2 separate regions of the Zea mays genome follow, and region 1 is linked to region 2. The links are chromatin contacts, called in public Hi-C maps. All regions are on one chromosome and are shown on one strand. Each heading gives the region's core, a stretch centred on a gene start, on an enhancer-like site or on the middle of the called end of the contact. The rest is flanking DNA. Distances are from core to core; before and after follow the strand shown. Region 1 holds the start of LOC100282907. Region 2 holds the start of LOC542158 (thylakoid assembly 8).

Region 1 (6,713 bases), core at 3,490-5,989, 170 kb after region 2:
GCTTCCTATAAACTGTAGCGGGTTTTCTGAAGCTAGTGGAACTTTGTAAAGGCCTCGTAGTGTTACCCTGCCTCGCCTCCTCGGTAGAGGTGTATGGGAAGTCGCGATCCCTTGGCAGATAGGTAACATGACTTGTGGGTAAAGGGTATCACCTCTGCAGAGTGTAAAACTGGTATACTAGCCGAGCTCACGGTCATGAGCAGCTCAGGACTCTCTGATGATTAAATTATGAAACTTAAATTCAATTTGTCATATGCATTGCATCGCAGGTGATGATGTTACTTTTGTTCTACTACTTAATTGGGTTGGTATTTACTTATACTTAGTAATTGCTAATAAAATTTTGACCAACTTTAAAAGCAATGCTCAGCTCTAACCATCCTCTTTGGTAAGCCTTACACTTCACGTGAGCTCCCTCCTTTGGCGAGTTCATGCACATTATTCCCCACAACTTGTTGAGCGATGAACGTATGTGAGCTCACTCTTGCTATCTCACACCCCCCCACAGGTCAAGAACAGGTACCACAGGATGAGGCGCATGGAGGATGCTATGACGAGTTCGTGAGAGGTCTAGGTCGTCGTCTCCCAGTCAACTTTGGGTTGCTGGACCGTTGTCTCCTTATAATGTAATTTTTTATTTTATAAAACTCCTGTTATGTAGTAGAGATGTGACATTCGATCCTATGCCATGATTCATCATATGTGTGAGACTTGGTCCCAGCACACCTGGTGATTATGTTCGCGCCCGGGTCTTGGTGCCCCGAAACCCGGGTGTGACAATCCCGGAATCTCCGAATGTAATCACTAACCGGTTCATCCTTTTCTTGTCGTAGGGCCACTAAGTCTACTAAATCTAGCTTGGAATCGCCAGAGAAGAAATGTTCATGAAATTTTGTTCTATGTCTCCCCATGACAAAATGGAATTAGGAGGGAGCGTGGCATACCATGTGAATGCAGTCCCTATTAAAGATAATGAAAATAAACGTACACGGAATGCTTCGGTGTCGGCCAATTCTCCTAACTGTGCTAAGAACTGGTCTATGCGCTCACGCGTACTCTTTCCTTGGTCACCCGAAAAAATTGCGAATTCGGGTATTCTGGTCCCCTATGGGTATGGGAGACAGTCAAACTGGCTATTATAAGGTCTCCGATATGAATGCCCCCCGGGGACTATACTAACTCCGAGCTTATCTCGGAACGCCCCAGCTATTTTCTCTCTTACTATATCAATGGCAGCCGGTGGGAGACCACCGGCTCTTTGGTCCAATATGGGTGAGTTTGTTTGGATGTTGGTATGTTGTTTTCCTCCCCATTGGTTTGGATTTTGCGGCACGTTAATACATGCCCTATGAGGCTCATAGGACTAGCCATTCCTTTCTGGCCTTCTGGGGCCAGAAAGTACTCACTCTCACGGGTTTGGTAGATTATATTATGGTGCTGGTGGGTCGTATGGTGAGATGGGGGGTCTAGTTGGGACGGATACGGAGTTGGATATCCATCCTTCTTAAAAAACTCTATGACAGACCGTCCGGTTAAATACGCGGACCGTCCGGCTAAATACGCGGATCGTCCGGCTCCGTGCGCGGACTGTCCGGCCATGTGGCCGGACCGTCCAACATTATATTCGAACTGTCTGGCGTCATACGCGGACGGTCTGAGTGGGTTATCTAGGGTTTGCACGGTATGTGGCGGCTTGGGTGCAGGACTCGGTAATTCGCTTCTAAAAATGGGATCGGTCGCCGCTGGCCCGGACGGTCCATGCTCACATGCGGACGGTCCAGACATGCGCAGATCGGCAAATTTATCGCCGATGTGCGTGGGAGGCTGTTGTTGCCCAAGGTACATGTCTATCGGCATCTCATAAAGGGGTTGTGACTGGTCATGACAACCTGTAGCCGATGGATTACGTGTGTATTCCCTTAGTTCAACCTCGTGCGAAGGAAGATTTGCAATAGTAGACTTATCAAGCGCATGCACTAGCCTTTTATGATCATTTTGTATATCTCCTACGATACATTGTATTTGCTCTCGTTGTTCGTCTATGTAAGCTTTAAGAGATTGGAGTTCATTGGTGCTACTTACATTGGGGTATTCGTAGTAGGTCGGAGCGAAGCCAGATCTGTCGTCCGTTGCCGAACGACTTTGTTGTTCCTGTCCACCTTGAAGTCGGCCAGGAATTTCGCCTTTGCTTCCTGGATCAGCTGCTCCTGGCGCTCCTCGAATAGGAGCTGTTCTTCAGCCGGCAAGGTTTCCCAAGTCGGCTTGATGATATTGCTGGTGGAAACTTTAGAGCTCTCCTTTGAACCGGCCATTGAGGGCCGATCTCGATAGGTCTGTATGAAATCGTCCCCAGCGGAGTCGCCAAAAGTATGTTGGTGTCTTTTTCGGGCGCCAATCACTCAACACGAACCGTGGCAGTGCTCTCTGCACAGGGGCGGACGGTCCACGACCTGGCGCAGGGCTAGGGTTTCATGCCTGTCGGTCGGACGGTCTGTGCCCTGGGGCCGGACAGTCCGCGCGTGTGCAGGGGCGGCAAAAGGTCGCCGGCGGCGCCTGGATCTCGCTCCCAGGAGGGACCCCGTCGTGGAGGAGAGATCCTAGGAGTTGTCGTTGTCTAGGCTCGGGCAGACCGACCTAGACTCCTCTAATCGAAGTAGAGTCGAAGAGAAGCGGAGAATTTGAGGATTGAGAGGCTAAACTAGAACTAGACTAGAACTACTCCTAATTGTACAAGAAATAAATGCGAGATAAAAGTGTTATTGATTCGATTGATGATTACAAATCGGCCGTATACCTCTGTATTTATAGAGGAGGGGGGCTGGACCCTTTACAAACTAATCTCCCGAGCTAATTCCGCGAATTTAGCTAACAACCGTAGCACAAAACTCGGAACTCTAATCTGCTCTGCGCACGCGCGGACCGTCCGTACCACCAGTGCGGACCGTCCGGCCCCAGGGACCAGACAGTTCGGTCCTCATTTTGGTACTCAACACTTCGCATGCCAGTTAGGCATTTAATTTCAAGACTTATTGTTTGGTTCGTTGTCTAGCTTACTACACTTTGTCTAACTTTTCTGTCTAAGGTTAGTTCTTCAATTCGAACGGCTAATCTTAGACAAAATATAGCGTAGTTGTCTTGTCTTTAATACTTCGAGTGCCGGATGAAGTTGATACATAACTGCCACCGATGTGTTGTCTTGTCGACCATATTTACCATTTTTATATTTGTTATGTCGAGTGTATTTTGGTACTCGACAAAGATTTTATCGAGTGTCCGACAAAAAACTGTGGAGACAAATATATTTTTTCAGTTAACTCTTAGTTAACTCAGTTAACTCTGTTGTATATCCTTTGCCGAAGAGTATCCGCTGATTCCAGTAGTAGTTTACATAACCAAAGTTACGAGGTGGTGGTTCAATGGCCAAAGATTTCCGATTGTATAAACTGTGTAGGTGTCTATATGGCAAGTTAACAAGTTGGTGGATGGTCAAAAACAAATTAGTACACCTGACAGGCAAAGGCGATCGAGTCGAGTGAAGCGTTGAAATACGCAGTGCCACACACATTAATTATTCCAATTATCTTAGACGAAGTTCTTAGCACACCTGACAGGCAAAAGCGAGCAGGAGCAGTCACCCTGAAACAAAGTTACAAACACTAATTAATAATCACTCTCCTTCGGGACGATCTTGATGCCCTTGACGAGGAGCCCCTTCTTCCAGAGCCCGCCGTCGTACTCGAACAGGGAGATCTCAAGCTCGCCGCTGCGTCCCGCTCCCCCCGGCTGGGCCGGCGCCTTCACCTCCCCGGCCCTGAGCTCCAGCCACTGCTTCGTGGGCCTCCCCTGCAGCTTCTCCTTCCGCGCCTGAGCCGTGCCGTCGGGGAACCTGAGCCGCAGGTTCACCGGCACCGACCACCCGTACGCCGGCTCCGTGAGCATCACCTGGAAGGCCACGTCGTAGCTGCACCCCGGCGTGAGGTGCGACAGCTCCAGCCTCCCGTGCACCTCCAGCCAGCACACGTTCTGCAGCGACGCAGCCTCGACGATCTCGGCGTCACTGTACAGAGTAGAGGGAGAGAGAGTACAGGTACAGACATGGCTCGAATCGAGCTGAGCACTGAACTGAGCATGCATGTATATGTAATTGCTGGAGCAAGCACTACGTATAGATAGCACGTACTTGGTTTCTCTGACGGGATGCCAGATCCAGTATCTGGGATCGTCGCCCCAAGTGATGGACAGCGCTCTAGCGAACAGCACGAAGCAGTTGCACCTGGTCTTCTCGTCCACCCAGTACTTCTGCATCAATCGATCCATCGGGTTCGTGCCGCCTCAGCTACTAGTAAGCATCAGACAAGAGTTCAAGTGTACGTGTACGTGTTCGTGGCTGAAACCTACCTTGGTTTTCCCAGCCAGGTACACCCCGGTGCTGCACGCCTGATCCTCCAGCTCGGCTGCAGCAGCAGTGCCGCCGCCGCCGCCGGCCGTCGTCGCCTCCTGCGCAACTATCTCGTGGAACTTGTGAGGCGGCGGCGCCCGCTTCGACTGGGCCTGGTGGCTGTTGCTGCCAGTGCCAGAGGCAGCGCTGCTCGCCACAGCCCGGCCGTCTCCGGCGCGTGACGAGTCGTCGGACGACGGCGCCGCCCCCATTATTGGTTCTCCGCCTGCACTCTACCTGAAACTGGAACTCCCTGCAGAATTAAAGAAGAGCCAGCTAGCGCAGGGTAGGCTAGAGCTGACGAACAAGAACGAGCTGCTAGCTGCTGCTGCTGCGAGCTTTTAGGATTGCTGACAATGAAGTGCAGAGGGAATAACGTAGAGCCGCTTGAGATGGTGCCTGAGGAATCTGATTCCGGATGACAAAATTCTGTAGCGCAGAGACGGTGGTGGTGTTTACAGGAGAATCTACTAGCCAGCGGCTGAGGGTGGCCAGCGGGATGGCGTGCAGAGTTGCACCGATGCTGCACGAAATTGCACTGCCGAGTTGCACAGAGAGCCAGCAGGAGCTCCACAGCCGCCTCTTCTAGAGCGACATGTCCAACGCCGAGTACTGTGGTCGCCTCAAACGCCTTGCCTACACCCTCTACGACTGCGGCGCCGCCGTCACCGATTCAGCGCCCGTTATCAGCATGCTTCCTGGCCTAAACAGCAAGTTCGCTCAAGCTATCGCAGTGATCTCCACTGTGACGCCGCTGTCCACCTTCCTCTACCACAAATGGCATTCCCTTCGGGTCTTCCTCTGTTATTCCCAGTCCATGTGGATTGGAGAATAAACTACCGGATGTTTAGGCCACGAAGGTTGGTCTAAACATCAGATATTTTTTGCGGATATAAGGTTTGATCCACCTGTTCGTTTTTTGCTGAAACTCACCTAGAAATCGTTCCAGTTGATCAGACCTTATATGAATTATTAGATAAACAATCCGGTTAGGAATTGTTTCGGGTGACCAATTCTCAGGAACCAAACAGGCCTTAGGTGAGATTATAAGGAATTATGACTTGCTAGTTCAATCCACATGAATTGAGATTAACAGGTGGACAATTTTGATACGCTTCGATCGAGCCTGTCTTGTATTAGCTCATTATCCGAAGCATCCTCAAAGCTCTACACCAGTTGCCAGGTCTTGCTTGCTATCTCTGCTAGCTGTCCACATCACCTCACGTTTCTGGGACTTCTCCCACTTCTTCACCAGATGTTTAGATCACCTGAATTCTTTGTCCGGCGGCGACGGCAATCGTGACTGACGCGGCAGTGTTTCAGTCTGCTGGGCATCACACCAATCTACAAGCTATAAAAACTCACAATTTGCATGGCGCCTTGTTGCTGTTATTGGTCTGGTAACATATATAGCCTCTCTCTCCACAGAAAGAATTAGTAAATTCTATTAAAAAGAAGGATGTAAAGAGTTCCAACCCCAAAAAAAAAAATTAGATTGTAATAAAGCTACTATTCATGTTACGTGCTACAGTAATCGCTCGATGTAAATATAACATTTTTCCTTTTCGTATATGGTCCATCTATTCTGCTTGTGCTTATCCTTTGGTATCGCGTACATATGTTTATTCTGCGGGACAGTCAATTCACTGATCGACCGTTAGATAAAACAACAGAAACACTTCACAGTTTTTTTTAGTTCTGAGAGGCGGCTGTAGGTAGGTAGGTAGCTAGACGAAACTTACTTACCTCAGTTCCTACACAATTCAAGTTGGTCAGTAAAGGCTGCAGCCATCCTTATCAGAAGGGGTGCTCCTTCCCGTCCCATGAAACTGAACGATTTAACATTTGAAATTTGTCACACAGAGAGGTGGGTGGTGCTGACCTGAGACCCCGGGCCTGTTGTCAATCAGAAGCGCAGCAGATGTCATCATTCTTCTCGTAGGGGCACGCAGGTCTTTTGTCCTCAACATTGATCTGCGTGATAAATTATGTATGATGGAGTACATGTTACTGTAAGAGGGGAAAAAAAGATTCCATATATTCGACAAAACATGAGTTCCTCTTCTTTTACCCCCATGTATATCAAGGGGCATTTAACTAAGTGCCTCTGGTTGCCAAATGTCTTATCTTTCCTCACATCAGCTTATCATAGGTAAACGCAAGCATAAGGCACTGGGAAGATAGCAATATAGTTCTAATCTTGTAAATGGAGGCCTCTTGGCCTTCTCCTGCCTGCAAACTTTGCAATGCGCCTCTTCTGCACCATACATCCCAC
Region 2 (6,177 bases), core at 3,066-5,565:
TGTTCTTACAGTCCCATGAAATCTGTTCATTTTAGCTAATTAGGGATAATATCAGTTCTTTCTTTGGTGGGGTATTTAGGTTCACTGGCATGTGACATGTATCTTCACCATAGTTGTTAAAGCGGTAAGGCGAGGTAAGGCGACCGACCCCCTTAAAACCTTTTAAGCGACAAGGCGTAAGGCAATGCGACAATAGTATTATAGTAGCACATATGATAGACAATAGAAATAGAATATAGGAATATAGTCTCAAATAGATAGGGACAATAGTATTATAGTAGCACATATGAGTGCAAGTTCAAGTGTTCAACATAAACCAACATCATAGACATAAAGTCCAACATAAATAATAAATAATAGTGATAGTAGAGTAGATATAATTCACAATTCCACTGTTAACTAAAACTGAGTGTTTGAGGGTAGCCGTGTCTGAGATAAACCGAGTAAATTGAGAGAGAGGAAAAAGATCAGAGAGGGGAGAGAGCGCAGAGAAAGCAGAGAAAACAGAGCAGTGGGAGAGAGCAGAGCTGACTGGAGAAAGTAGAGCAGAGGGGAGAGGGCAGAGCTGACCAGGTAGGGGAGGGGCTTGGCGGTAGGGGAGGGCTGGAGGGGGTCGCCGCGGAAGGGAGGGGCTCGCCGGCGCAGCCTGGAGAGCTCGCTGAGGGGAGGGGTCGCCGTGGAGGTGAGGGGGTCAGGGCCCAGGATACCTCGCCGCCACAGCCTGGAGACCTCGTGGAGGTGAGGGGCCGCCGCCGCCGCTGCTACAGATGGCGAACTCCAGGGACGGTTTCAAATTGCAGTTGCATGCGTGCTCACCCTATAGCACCTCAAGGCTCAAGGTGTCCTCATGGCGTCGCCTTAGAAGGCTTCAAGGCGCCGGAGCGACGCCTCAATAGCCAAAGTGGACGCCTTAGGCTCGGTACTAAGGCGAGCCGGATGCCTTGCTGGTACAGCGTGCCTTAGCGCTTAGGCGCCGCCTAAGCGACGCTTCAAGGACGCTTTAACAACTATGGTCTTCACTCCATTGCAGATCTTAGAAACATGCTGGGTGGGGTTATAGTAACATGCCCAATATCCTGATACTTTCATCAGTATGCATCCCATGCTGTGTTGTATATATTGGCTGCTTTGTGCAATTTTCTCTATGCAGTCTTATGTTTGGCCTGTCTCAAAAATATTTAAATTCTGCATGTTAATATCATCAACCAACTAACTAAATCTATCGAATCCCTGTGCTTGCTTTGCTCCTTACTGCTGCTGATGAATTGTTTTGGACCCTTCAGGGATGAAGAACTTGTAACTGAGGTGGCATGGGTGGTTGTCTATCTTTCAGCACTTTCAGAAAAAGCTACCAGCCTAATAGTAAGAAGTTCGATGCCACAGTTGCTGATCGGGCGCCTTCTAGCATCTGAAAACTTGCAGTTGCTCATTCCGGTATCATATCTGTTTCTTGATCGCATTTTTTCCTTGTGCCTATTCTTGGTTTCAGATTTTTTCCTAAAAAGAAACCGATTATTGGGACACTTTTTATTGCTAACTGTTGCACAACTAACTATTCTATATTCTAAATTGATATCTGTTTGTCATGATATTTTTGTATGATGGTGCTAATAATGATTTCCAGACAATACAGATTTGCCATTGATGTACATTGTATAAATTGACATCTGTTTATCAAGGATCATTTCTCTTGTAACTTTAGAATTATCTAGCAACATGTAAATGTATAGCACATGTATGTGATTTCACAGCACAGACAGATTGACTTTTCTACTTCAAAATAGGTACTTCGCGGTTTAGGAAATCTTGTAGCCGGTGATGGTTACATGGTTGATTCAGTCCTTATTGTTGGAAACAGTGTAACAGGTTCGCTCATGATTGGATAATCCTTTGTAGCTAATTGTATATGAGCACCATAATTTCACTTGTAATGATGTTTATCATCAGCTAACAGCTTGCCGTTCTAGAGTATGCGTTAGTCTCCAAGTACTAAGTTACTAACTAAATTTTGTTCCAGATCAAGCCTTATCAAGTCTTATCAAGTGTTTGAAGAGCGACCATAGGGTTCTCAAGAAGGTATGTTACCCTTTCATTTGCTGACTAAGTTTATTTTAATTTGGACTCTAAAAGGATAAATAATTCGTTGCTTTGTCTTGTATATATATATTTTTTGAACTGCTTATATAGGAGGCATCATGGGCCATGTCAAATATAGCAGCGGGCAGTTTTGAGCATAAGAAACTGATATTTGGTAGTGAGGCGACTCCTTTGCTGATGCACCTCCTCAGGACTGCACAGTTTGACATCCGCAGGGAAGCAGCATACACGCTGGGCAACCTGTGTGTTGTCCCAGCAGGCAGTGGTAACCCCCCAACTATAATCGTTGAGCATTTAGTTGCCATCGTAGATGGTGGAGCCCTTCCAGGATTTATAAATTTGGTGAGGTCGGCCGATATAGAGAGTGCGAGACTTGGGCTTCAGTTCCTGGAACTGGTAAGGAATCTGAAATTTGACTTGTCAAAAGCGTTCAGCCATATCTTTTGTCTACTTGCATTTTCATATCACCTCAATTCGAATTCATTTGGCAGGTGATGAGAGGATACCCTGACAGCCAGGGCCCAAAGCTCGTGGAGACAGAGGACGGCATTGAGGCCATGGAGAGGTTCCAGTTCCATGAGAACGAGATGATGAGGAATATGGCGAATGGTTTGGTTGATAAATACTTTGGCGAAGACTATGGCCTGTGAGTTGTGCCGCCGATACATCTGGGTAAACGTGGAGCTATTTGTGGGTTTGAAATGTAACGATCCTGGAACAGAAGGATGCGCCGTTCATCATGGTTTCCATGTAATTTAGCCCCTAATATATAGCTGGAAATGTGAATGTGTTGAAACTGACCGTGAGCTGGAGATGTTAAGTGTGGATACCTTAGATAGACATAGACTGACATCTTGCACAGTGCTTCCTCTATCTCAAAATATTTTTTCGTCTCGTATTTTAAGTGTGGAAATGTTGGAGATGCTCTTAGAGTACAAATATATGACTGATTAATCTGATGATGTTTATAATGTACCATAAAAACTAGTGTTTTTTGGTATATATTTGGTCTAAATTGAGATTGTTTAAACTCCTCGAAATATGATATGGAGACTTATTTTGGGATTGAGGGAGTATGAAATAAATAACCCTGCTGTTCTCTTTCTATAGCAACCATTTGACAATCCAAATTTGAAATTTGAACAGATTGCGGCAACACCTAGTTGTAAGGGTGTATGTCCTGCAATTGCGATGGTCAACCGCTAAAACACTTTCTGTTAGTGGCCTAATGGCCGTATGATTTCTAAAGAAGACGTATCAGTATCACCGTTGTTGCAGTAGCATGACAAATTCTAGCACCAACCAAACCCATTTATCAGCTAAAAAAACCCTGGTGGGCTATAGGACTAGGAGGCAGCAGCAGTGGTTTTGATCTCGTCTCTTGCTCGCATTTCGTCGAGCACGTCCCTGGCGGGCGGTGAGACCGTGGTCTCCCATTCCGCGAAGTCCTCCTCCACCTCCGCCGCCTCCTCCTGGAAGCCCAGCCGCTTCATCCCCCGCGCCATCACCCTGTACACGTACGCGTCCACGTTGAGGCCTCCCTTCCTGACGGCCGCCTCGTACACCCTCCACGCCGCGCGGCCCCTGCCCTTGGCCACCAGCGCGCGCAGCAGCCTCGTGAGCTTGTACACGTCCTCCTCCCCGTCCACGAACCCGCCGCCGCTCGCCTTCTCCTCCAGGAACGCCTCCACGAGCGCGTCAACGGCGGCCTCGGCGTCTCCCTCGCCGCCGGAGGGCGAGTGCGGCGCGGAGGACACGAAGGTGGCGTACAGCGCCGGGTCTGGGCGGTACCAGGGCTCGGCGCGGGCGATGTGGAGCGCGGCGAGGGCGAGGGACCAGTGGCCCTGCCGCTGGAGCTCGGCCATGGCGGCCACGAGGTCGGCCTTGAGGAGGCGGCCCAGGGCGGTGGCTGCTGCGGCCGAGGCAGCCGCCGGCGAGCGGTCGGCGGAGGTGAGGCGCTTCAGGGATTGGATCGCCAGGATGGCCTCCGTGGAGAGGGAGCGGCCGCGCTGGAGGGGCCCGCGGTTGTCGCGCGGCCCGCAGGTGATGGACACGGGCCTAGGCTTGTGACCGGCACTGGGTCCTGGGTTGGAACATGGGCTCCGGGTGAGGCGCGGGACCAAGAGGAGAGACGCCATTGGAGCGGAAGCAGGGAAGCCACGAAGCGGTAGGAGAAAGAGAACAGAGGAAGTCAGTGGATGCTGCGGATTTTGGGTTCCATGTGATTGCCTATCTTCCGTCTTTCAGTATCTGAGGTGTTTGGTTTTGAATAACAATTTTATGAATATATTTAATATAGTCTAACTAGACTAAATATATAGATGATGATTAAATATCGAGATAAATTTATTAAGTTTAACTTACTCATGATTAGGTTTAATAGATTCGTCTTCCAGTTTAGTGTTGTTTTTTATAACTACTTTTATAATTATACTGCACTTAATATTTCTAAACTTTAGCACATATTAAAATATCTATTTAAAATGGCTAAACTTTAGCACCATGATAAAATTTAGCACATAGCATCTAAACATGCTCTTATTCTTGTAATTAGGCTCCATTTAATACTTATAATTACATTCAAATATCTGATATAACATAAACTAAACTTTAGTCAAGGAAGCACTCCTTCATCTCCAACATAAGTTTTAAATGAAGTTGTATTTTTAAAATATAAGACTTTAACACAAAATGCCTCAATAGGGGGTTCTATTTCATAATTCATCAAATAAGTATAGAATTTAGATTCTCAGGTTCTAAATATATGCCCATAACGATAGAGCTCTATCCTCATTTTGTACATTATTCTAAATGTTACTAAATAATATGATATGTAACTCAACTGTTATATCTGCAAATGTTTTTGTGGCCCTAAACACTTCAAATCAGGTTATATTTTAAATTTTAAGACTCAAATATAACTTGTTGGAGATGCTCTAGTTAATGTCTAGTTTAGAAACTTAAATCTCTCTTTTAAGATTTAAGTTTCTAAACTAGCTATAAGAGCTAGTTTGGCAATACTATTTTCTCAAAAGAAATTATTTTATTTTTTCTTGGAAAATGAAAATTCCTTGTAGTTGGAAAATTAGTCCTCAGGGCTATTTTGACGATCCTATTTCTTAAGGAATTTTTATTTTTCTAAAGATATTAGTTCATTTTTTCTTGAAAAAAGAAAAAATGAATCTATTGAGAAAATAGAATTCTTAAACTAACCGTAATAAAGTTTTTAACACCATATTGCCTAATTGTCTCCCTTCCCGTTCAGATCTACTGCCAGCCTAGCCAAGCAAACTAACCGGCGGGAGAATAGAGAATAACCACTCCATGGCTTCCATCCGTTCCACGTCTCCCCAAAATTCTCATCTAGTCACCGGCCATTCGGTTGTGTCCATTGGCTGTCAGTCACTTCCAGTCCTAGCCAACTCCTCCGATGCTCCAATCATCAACACTCTCTACCTGTGTCCGTGTGCTCTGCTACTCTGCACCACCAACCAACCAGTGCTGCCCTCCGCCGATCCACTGACCTACCGCGAGCGCCAATGGCGACCGCCGCGGTCCTGGCCGCCACATTAGCGCTGTTCCTCCGCGCCGCCGCCGCAACGGCCGCGACGGCTGCGGCGGAGGCGGACCGGATCGGCAGGCTGCCTGGCCAGCCGCCGGTCAACTTCTCCATGTACTCCGGCTACGTCACCGTGGACGCGGCGGCGGGGCGGGCCCTCTTCTACTGGTTCATCGAGGCGGCCGGCGTGCCCGCGGAGTCCGCGCCGCTCGTGCTGTGGCTCAACGGCGGGCCCGGGTGCTCCTCCGTCGGCTACGGCGCGTCAGAGGAGCTCGGCGCCTTCCGGATCAACGCCGACGGCAGGACGCTCTACTTGAACCCCTACCCCTGGAATAAAGGTCCGATTTTGGTGCCTAGGCGCGCTCGCCTACTTTGATCTGTAGGTAGCGTGTTTGTCATGGGGATGATGATTGATGACTGACTGGTTGGGTTGCAGTGGCGAACATGCTGTTCTTGGACTCGCCGGCCGGCGTCGGCTACTCATACTCCAACTCCACCTCCGATCTGTACACTGCTGGTGA

The links. Hi-C and Micro-C count contacts between places; a contact is called where the count stands out from the background.
Region 1: a Hi-C map of ear shows a contact between it and region 2, with 2.8 times the contacts expected there. The contact joins the promoter of LOC100282907 here to the promoter of LOC542158 in region 2. A contact is called at or near these places in 7 of 25 Hi-C or Micro-C datasets (bundle sheath, ear, endosperm and 3 more).

Annotation. Positions count from the first base shown.
Region 1 is chr8:15,719,885-15,726,597 of Zm-B73-REFERENCE-NAM-5.0, forward strand. It overlaps LOC100282907, which reads right to left and starts at 4,740. Exons shown (of 3, transcript NM_001367094.1): 1 at 4,399-4,740; 2 at 4,181-4,299; 3 at 3,538-4,057. The coding sequence starts at 4,650. The coding sequence ends at 3,661. LOC100280991 reads right to left here. Exons shown (of 5, transcript NM_001153911.2): 5 at 6,423-6,713.
Region 2 is chr8:15,554,638-15,560,814 of Zm-B73-REFERENCE-NAM-5.0, forward strand. It overlaps LOC542158 (thylakoid assembly 8), which reads right to left and starts at 4,316. Exons shown (of 1, transcript NM_001111780.2): 1 at 3,175-4,316. The coding sequence starts at 4,235. The coding sequence ends at 3,444. LOC100281383 (importin alpha-2 subunit) reads left to right here. Exons shown (of 11, transcript NM_001154301.2): 7 at 1,284-1,434; 8 at 1,785-1,866; 9 at 2,018-2,076; 10 at 2,188-2,493; 11 at 2,589-3,081. The coding sequence ends at 2,747. It overlaps LOC100273202, which reads left to right and starts at 5,503. Exons shown (of 9, transcript NM_001365687.1): 1 at 5,503-5,994; 2 at 6,093-6,177. The coding sequence starts at 5,637.